2 separate regions of the Rattus norvegicus genome follow, and region 2 is linked to region 1. A link is a contact called in public Hi-C data. All regions are on one chromosome and are shown on one strand. The core of a region is the stretch at or near the end of the contact, and the rest is flanking DNA. Distances in the headings are between cores, read along the strand shown.

Region 1 (4,414 bases), core at 102-2,601:
GCATGAGGAGTAAGCCCACAATGAAGGCACTGCCTTGGCAATATCCAACCTCCCGATCAACCAGGGAGTATGCCTAGAAGGGAAGGAGGCTGAGTGAACACAGGATTCCCACCAGCCTCTCTGCAGCCATCTTAAGTGGGGATTGTTCCTAAGGTGGCTGGAGCCATTACTGGGGCCTCACCTTCATGACATTGAAGAGGACTTCCTGGCCCAGGCTGTCCTGGCCTTTGAAGAACTCATGCTCTGGATAGGTGCGGGCAATGTCCCTTCGGATCAGCTTCTCACATGGTGAGGACATCTTGAGGAGCTCGGAGTACTGGTTTTTGACGGGCATATCTGTGGCACTGCACAGGAGCTGCCAAACGATGGCCCGGAAGTGGTGTGGGATGCCCTTTCGGATCAGCTCCTGCCATGGGTGGGGAGAGGTGGGGAGGGAGGCTCAGGCTGCAGTCTGCCTCATGTACCGCAGCCATCCCAAGGCCAACCCAGTCCAGCACCTCAGGCATGGCTTACACTTGCTTTTAGGATGGTAGAGGACATCTGAGTCACTGTGCTTTTAGCTAGTCACGTGCTGACTGGGGGCTCCCCATCCTTCAGCGACTCCTCCACCACTAAGCTATGATCCCAATTCTCATGCTTTGTGTGTGTGTGTGTGTGTGTGTGTGTGTGTGTGTGTGTATGAATATTCATGCACACACACACACACGCACATGCGCACAGATATATGTGTATATATGGAGGTCATAGGTCAGCCTTAGTTGTCATTCTTCAGAGGCGTCCACCTTGGATTTTGTTGTTGCTTGTTTTTGTTTTGTTATATTTTAACTGCATTAAATTATTTAACGTGTGTGTGTGTGTGTGTGTGTGTGTGTGTGTGTGTAGGCTGTATGTAACAGAGGACAACTTGCACCTGCATTTGAAGGAGTCGAATCTCTTATACATGTGGAGAAAACTCAGGTTGCCAGTCTTGACAGCAAGTGCCCTTATTTGCTGAGCTATCTTGCTGACCTATCCACATGTACTTTGAGATAGGGTCTCTTTACTGTGGCTGCCCACAGGGCTAAGCTGATTGGCTAGGAGTTCCCACAGGAATCTGCCTGTCTCTGCCTCCACGGTGCTGGCATTGCAAGCGTGTGCCAGCATGCTCAGCTTTTTATAGGTGCCGAGGATGGACCTTAGATCTTCAATTTTATGCAGCAAGCACTTTACAGACAGGTATTTTCTTAGCCCCCACCTTCTTTTTAAGCAAGCCCTTCGCTCTTTGCATGAAGTTTGACTATGCAGTCCACACTGAGCCTCTTGCCTCAGTGTCCTGAGTATAGGGTCATAGGTACAGGTACCATTGCATCAGAGCATACAGCAAGCAGGCACAGGGACCTCTCTCTCACCCCCTTCCATTCCCAAGTTCGATCTGTTCATCTGCACTTTGGCCCTGGCTGGTGGACAAATGACCAGGCTGGCCAGACTCATGCCCATCCCACATCTGCCTCAGGCCACCTTGAGTAGCTTTTCCTTTCTGCGCCGCCATTCCTCCCACTCGTTGGCAATCCGGCCCCAGAGAATCCATGTGTCCTCCTCCAGGTGGCTCAGGTTGGAGGAGGCGGAGGAGCTGGATACCAGGGAGGAGCCGCTGTTCCTCCGGGAGCCATTCATGGAGCGCATGGACTTGGAGTCGGCTTCCAGGAGCCTAGGCAAGAAGAGTAGGAGAGGGGAGGCCAGACAATTCCCATGGCTCCTAGTCACAGGGGCCCTCTCAAGCACCTGACCTCAGAGACTAGATCCACACTGCCTGCTTTCCTTTCTTTAAAAACTGTTATCTCTACAAGTGTATGCCATGTGCGTGATGGTACACGTGGAAGCCAGAAGGGGGCGCTGGATGTCCTGGTGCTGGAGTGGTTGTGAGCCACCCCATATGGGTGCTGGGAACTGAACCTGGGTCCTCTGAGGGACCCAAGTGCTCTTGACTGCTGAGTCCTATCTTTAGCTCCCATGCTGCCTTTCTTGCTAAGTGATCTTGGCCAGTGACCTAACCCCCTGAGCCATGGCCCTTGGAAAGTCATTTGTGTTCCTCTTCTGTACCAAGCACTGGGCCACGTGTGTATTTATTTCTATGAGCTCACTCTCAGACCAACTGTGCACAGCACATTTAGGGACGGTCTATGCTCTCTAGAGGGGTTCCATGCAAGTTCTGCTGAGGGCACTTACAGATACCCAGGACACTGGGGTTGTATTAACCACACCCTTTCTCTCTCTTCTCTCTCCTTCCTTCCACCTCTCTCTTCTTTCTCTGTATGCACATGCATGTGTTTGCACATTCATGAGAAGGCAAGAGGCCAACCTTTGATACTGTTAAGGAGTCCGTTTTATTTTTGAGACAGGCCTTTCATGAACTTGCACCTCTCCAATTAGGCAAGGTTGGCTGGCTAGTGAGCCTTGGGGATCTGCCTGTCCCTATCTCTTGTTGCTGGAATTTCCTGACGAGGTTTTTGTTTGTTTTTGCTTTAGATAGGGTCTTACTATGTAGCCCTGGCTGGCCTGGAACTCCCTATGTAGCCCTGGCTGTCATCAAACTCACAGAAATCTACCCGCCTCTGCCTTCTGAGTGCTGGGATTAAATGCTGAGTATAATTACTTTTTACGACAGATTCTGGGGATCACATTCAAGCATTTTAAAGATTAAGCTATCTCCCCTCCTTCTTCCTCTTTAATTAATAACTCTTCTTCTTATTATTTTGATTTTTTTGAGACAGGGTTTCTCTTCATAGCCCTGGCTGTCCTGGAACTCACTCACTTAACCAGGCTGGCTTCAAACTCAGAGATTCACCTGCATCTGCTTCCTGAGAGCTGAGATTAAAAACAGGTACCACCACTGCCTGTCATTCTTATTTTTTTTAAAAGATTTATTCATTTATTATATATAAGTACACTGTAGCTGTCTTCAGATACACCAGAAGAGGGCATCAGATCTCTTTACAGATGGTTGTGAGCCACCATGTGGTTGCTGGGAATTGAACTCATGACCTCTGGAAGAGCAGTCAGATGCTCTTAACCGCTGAGCCATCTCTCCAGCCCCTGTCATTCTTATTTTTAAATATTTTATTTTGTTTGTATTCTAGGTGTTTTTGTCTGTATCTAAGTACCACTATGTGCGTGGTGCCCCAAAGTCAGAAGAGGGCATCCAGTCCCCTGGAACTGGAGTTACAAACGGCCATGTGAATATTGGGAATTGAGCCCGGGTCTTCTGGAGCAGCAATTAGCTAGGGCTGTTAACCACTACGACTTCTCTCCAGCATCCTTCCGTTAACTAGTTTTTGAAATGGGGATTGAGTTTAGGGGCCTGTGAGTGCTCTACCATGGATAAGTCCAGCCCTGTATTTTAAAACAGGATCTGGCTACAAAGCTCAGGCTGGCTCACCCTCTTGATGTTCCCGCTCTAGCCTTCCACATGCTGAGATGCTTTTAGGATACTTTTGACAGCTGTATATACTCTGGAGGTATGGAGGGACTGGGGTGTTCTTCCTAGGGCTAGGCAGTTATTGACAATAGGACTGGCCTGTATGTGAGTGAATGTTCTCCTATGCAAATCAGCCAATCCAGAGCCATTCCTGACTTCTTCCTCCTTCGAGCTTTTACACTCTGCTCAGATTATCTCAGGGTTGAGTACCCAGCATCCGGGGCCAGACAGAAATGCTTCAAGTCAGTGACTCGATGCTCGCCTGCCCTATCTCACCCACTTCTGCCCATGGAAACCAATACAAAGGTTCTCGCCAGCGTTTCCCTCAGGCTCTTGTCTGCCTCCTGACTGACAGGTCTGCCTCCTCTCCTTTTGGGAACTGTAAGTAATAAAGTACCTTTTTACTTGTGGCCAGTGTCTCCTGATCTACTGGATTTACTTCACTCCTGAGTAATGGTATGAGTCCAAGACTGTCCCTCAGCAGTAGAGCCCCCACCTCGAATACCTCACTAAGGGGCTGAGGACAGGACTCTGTGGTATAGCATTCCCCTAGAATCCCACAGCGAGGGCCTGGGAGTGTGGTTTAGCAGTAGAGCTTCTGCCTAGATTCCCCAGGGAGGAGATTCTATAGGTAGAAAACTCAAAGACACCCCCCCCCAAGACCCATAAGACAGAAGCAGGTGTGATCGTTAACATCTTCCTTCAAAAAATGGCCTTGTAAAGGAAAGCTAGACTCATTTGTCCTTTTGAAAAGTGGATTTCCTCTTCTGAATGAAGAAACCAGTTTATGCAGCCCACACTGGGAGGATGCAACCATTCTTTAAGCATCTCGTGGTAGCTGTTATTCTATGTAGCCCAGGTCTAGCTTTGAGTGTGAAGGGTCCAGGAATTGGCCCTCCTCCTCCCCACTTACCGGTTCTGCTCCTCAAGCTTGGCCAGTAGTTCTAGCTCATCTGGGCT
Region 2 (3,872 bases), core at 77-2,576, 150 kb before region 1:
ACATAAACACCATCCTTTAAAAACACAAACATACATACAAATAATACAGACATAATACAAAATATTAAAACATAACATTTTTTCGAATCCCATGAAACTGTCTTTAAAAGGTTACCTATAGCCAGCTGCTGTGTTGCAGGCCTGTAACTCTAGAACCTGGGAGATGGAAGCATAAGGATCGTTTCACTGACACACAACCTGGATTATATGAGACACTGTCTCAAAACATACACATCACCTTTAAAGCCAGCACCCAGGAAGCAGAGGCAGGCGGATCAATGATCAACCTGGTTTAGAAGTTCCAAGCCAGGACTACTCAGGAAGATCCTGACTAAAAGAAAACAAACATGCTAAAAAAAAAAAAAAAAAAAAAAAAAAAAAATCGGAAAGAGGCAGAGACGACTTTTTAAATCAAACAGGCTGGCATATACGTGTCTGATAGCACTAGCCCAGAACAACAGCTCCCAAAAAGAGACAGGCTGCTCACTGCCCGACTGGTTGGCACACTCTACTACTATGTTTGTGGGCATTTAAAATTTCGAAGGAGATGGGTCTTGGAAAGATGGCCCAGAAATTAAGAGCATCGGCTGCTCTTCCAGAGGACATGGGTTCAGTTCTCCGCACCCAAATGCAGTTAACAGCAGTCTATTAATACTAGTCGGGAAGGGTCCGACATTCTCTTTGATTTCCATATGCACTACACGCACGTGGTGCACAGACACGCAGGTTGAACCCATGCATACACATTAAGAAAAATCTTAAAACCAAGAAATTTTAACGTTAGATTCCCAGAAGCTGCCCATGCTGCCCACATCCTTTACCCCGCTCCACCAGTTAAGGAAACTGAGGCCAGGAGAAGTGACGTCAGCCAGTGTTCAACCGCAGGCAGACCGGAAATGTCCGGGCCGGGATTCGAATCGAGGATCCTGTCCTCCTAGCCTGGGCTCCCGATGACCACCTTGCTTACTTCGGAAGTGAGCGGCAGCACATCACGCATTGTGAGGACCACACGAAGTGCGTTCTATAAAAAGCGCCACTCTTTGGCCTTGATGTCCAGTTGGCGTCCACTGCGGGCCAGGCTCCAACTCGCCCCCTCCGCGGCCACCGATAGCTACTCTGCCACTCCACTGGGCGCCCTGGTCCCACCGCGGACGACGCCGACAGGAAGTCCCACCTCCGCCGCGCGCTCCCGAGTACCGCGACAGCCATGCCAACCAATGAGGATCGGTTCTTCAAAAACATTAACCAATAGTAGAGCGCGCTGGGGAGGGGGCGTGTCTGGGCCGCGGGGCCGGGGAGCGGGTCGTGCGCGCTGAGGAGGAGCCGCAGCCGTCGCCGTCGCCGTCGCCGTCGCCGCTACCGCTCTGCCGCCGCCACCACCGCTACCGAGGCCGTGCGGAGCCGTTATCACCGCGCCGCCCGCCCCGGAGCAGAGTCCCGGGCCTTCCCGCCCGTGTTCAGGTGAGGCCAGAGGCTTCGGCGACTTCCGAAAGAGTAGGCCGCGCCAGGGCCTGAGCTCGCCTAGCCCCGCGGGCGTCCGCCGGGCCTGCACCGGCCGAAGGCCCCAGGCCGCGGTAGGCCTGGTTATGGAGACGCGCGTGTGGGCCGCGGCTAGGCGAGTGAGAACCGACTCTGTTTGATTCAGATTGGCGACAAGCCTACCCCCGGGCAGATTCCTCTCTGGGCTCCCGCGAGAGAGGCGGGAGAAGGACACGGCGTGGGCACGCGCTTTGGGGGGCCGGGCTCCGAGGCTTGGGGGCCCCAGATAGTTGATCTCGGAGGCCCGGTGATCCGGGGGTGGAAGAGTGGAGCGAGGGCCTTGGGCGCCAGAGGTCACGGCCCACAGACTTGCTCCTTCGAGAAATCCTATAGATTTCTTTTGTGGACTATTTTCAGGATACACCGTGATGGGTCGTGAGGTCCTTTTAGAAGTGTGCAAACCTTTCTTCTGTATGTGTGGAAGTCCTAGAAGAGAAAGGAAATTTTTTCCTTGATCGCCATCTCTAACAAAGCTGTTCATTTGTAAAATAATGTGTAAATATTGAAAAGACCAATTGCATGCTGTTGAACAATGGGGAGTGACGACGGGTCTTCCTTTTCTCGTCTTCTGCTGCTAAAGCATGTCAGAATGGGTTTTGACACCTACTATGTGCAGGGCCGGTGGAGAACTTTTTTGCACTAGACAGAGCTTCCATTGTCGGAAGTGTTCGTGTGGGACACCGCTGGCCAGAGCTCTAGAAGGGGCAAGATCGGATGTTAGAGAAAGCTTTCTTAACCCCCTTGTTATAGGCAGTTAGAGTCAGATAATGGTTGGTTGTGGGGGTCTGGCTGCTCTATGCATTGTAGAAAGTTGGATAGCATGCCTGGCTTCTCTGCCCACTGAATGTTAGCATCTTTGCCTCCTACTTTTTTCAGTTGTGAGTACCAAAACCACATTGAGGCATTGGTTGTTAGGGCCTTTCTCTCATTCTACCCACCACCAAAACACGTACACATACACAGAGGTGAGAAATTCTTAAGCAATCTTCCTGAAAAGTTCTTCCGGCCCTATTTCTGATAATCTGGGTGAAGCTCCTAAGATCTCGAGTAAGCTGTATTCAATTGCCTGTAAAGTAGCAGGGTAAAAGTATTGTGCACGCCACACATGGAGTACTTGCAGTTACAAATAATCACCACAATCTTTCAACAAACTACCATGTGTTAATACTTCGTGGGCCTGTCTCCAGTCCCTAAGGTATGTGTTATGATATCCATTTTAGAGAAAAAAGTGAAATTTAGGATAATCTCGTACACTGAGGCCAGTGCAGGGTTTGAAAGCATTAAGATACCTCCAACATACTGCCTTTTAACTGGTGAGTGCAAAACTGTTGAGATCTGGTTTTGACAATGCTGTGAGGCTGGAGAGGTAGCTCCATGGACAGAAGCACTTGTTGCTCTTGTAGAGGACCTGCGTTCAGTTCCTAGCTCACAACATCATGGCTCACAACCATCCAAAACTCCCGTTCCAGAGGATCCCATACATATATGCAAACAAAACACACAAATCTAATGCTGTGACTTCTCTGTGAAGAAGCTGAGAGAAATAGAAAATGTTTCTGGTTGAAACACTGGTTTGAGGGAAACAACTTCAATTTGACTGTGTTCAAGAATGGTGGAAAGGGAGAGACTGAAGAACATACTCCTGTGCTTAGTTGCTTCTCACACTTATTTCTCTGTCTTTGCACAACAGCAGGAGTTGACTTTTGAAGATGCAGATCTATGAGTCTCCTGATTAAAAGAAGTCTTGGGGCATGAAAAAAAAATGTGCTGGGCTGTTCAAATGGTTCTGAAGTTTAAAACCAGAACCCCTTAGCTTGTGATGTCCCTATATCTTTCTCTGACCCTTAGCTTGGGATACCACCACACCCTTCTCTGACTCTTAGCTTGGGATACCCCCACCCCCTTCTCTGACCCTTTCTACTCTTTCCCTGGAAAACTTTGTGGCCCAGCTCAGCACAGGCACCATTTGAAGCTGCCTCCAAATGCCAAGGCTTTTTCTCCAGAGTGAACTGTTCCCTGGTTTGTGTTCCCATCACATTCAGTGTATTCAAGCTAGTTAAATGGTGAATGGTGAGTGAGATGCAGTGCGGTCCTTTGGCCCCTAGGTGGTACTAGTTCTACAGAGAAAGACCTAAGGAAATTGGCCAACAAGAGGGAAGTAAGCCTTATGTCCCCCTCCCCCAAGTTGTGTTCTAGCCCAGAGGGTAGGCTCTGGAGAGGCCGTGGTGTATATGACCTATGTTTAGATGATTTCAACCTGGCTGGTGAGCAATAGTAGTGCACCAGGTGATGTGGAAGCACAGGAAAAGGAACTGTTATTCAAGCCCAGGAGA

Evidence for each region. A called contact is a pair of places that touch in the nucleus more often than the background predicts.
Region 2: a Hi-C map of liver shows a contact between it and region 1, with 2.1 times the contacts expected there. The contact joins the promoter of Elavl1 here to the enhancer-like site in region 1. A contact is called at or near these places in 7 of 12 Hi-C or Micro-C datasets (Schwann cells, frontal cortex, hepatocytes and 3 more).

What each region holds. Positions count from the first base shown.
Region 1 is chr12:7,333,033-7,337,446 of GRCr8, reverse strand. It overlaps Evi5l (ecotropic viral integration site 5-like), which reads right to left. Exons shown (of 19, transcript XM_039089908.2): 2 at 4,368-4,414; 3 at 1,498-1,687; 4 at 182-406; 5 at 1-73. Among named protein-coding and RNA genes, the nearest start is that of Evi5l, 18 kb to the right of the region's middle. Within about 2 kb of position 1,351, at least 3 of the 93 cell types and tissues checked have an H3K27ac peak or open chromatin away from gene starts, as enhancers often do. A contact at or near this core is called in hepatocytes and liver, where this site is marked.
Region 2 is chr12:7,480,079-7,483,950 of GRCr8, reverse strand. It overlaps Elavl1 (ELAV like RNA binding protein 1), which reads left to right and starts at 1,326. Exons shown (of 6, transcript NM_001108848.1): 1 at 1,326-1,461. It overlaps LOC102552452, which reads right to left. Exons shown (of 6, transcript XM_063271845.1): 1 at 968-3,872. The coding sequence starts at 2,020. The coding sequence ends at 1,112.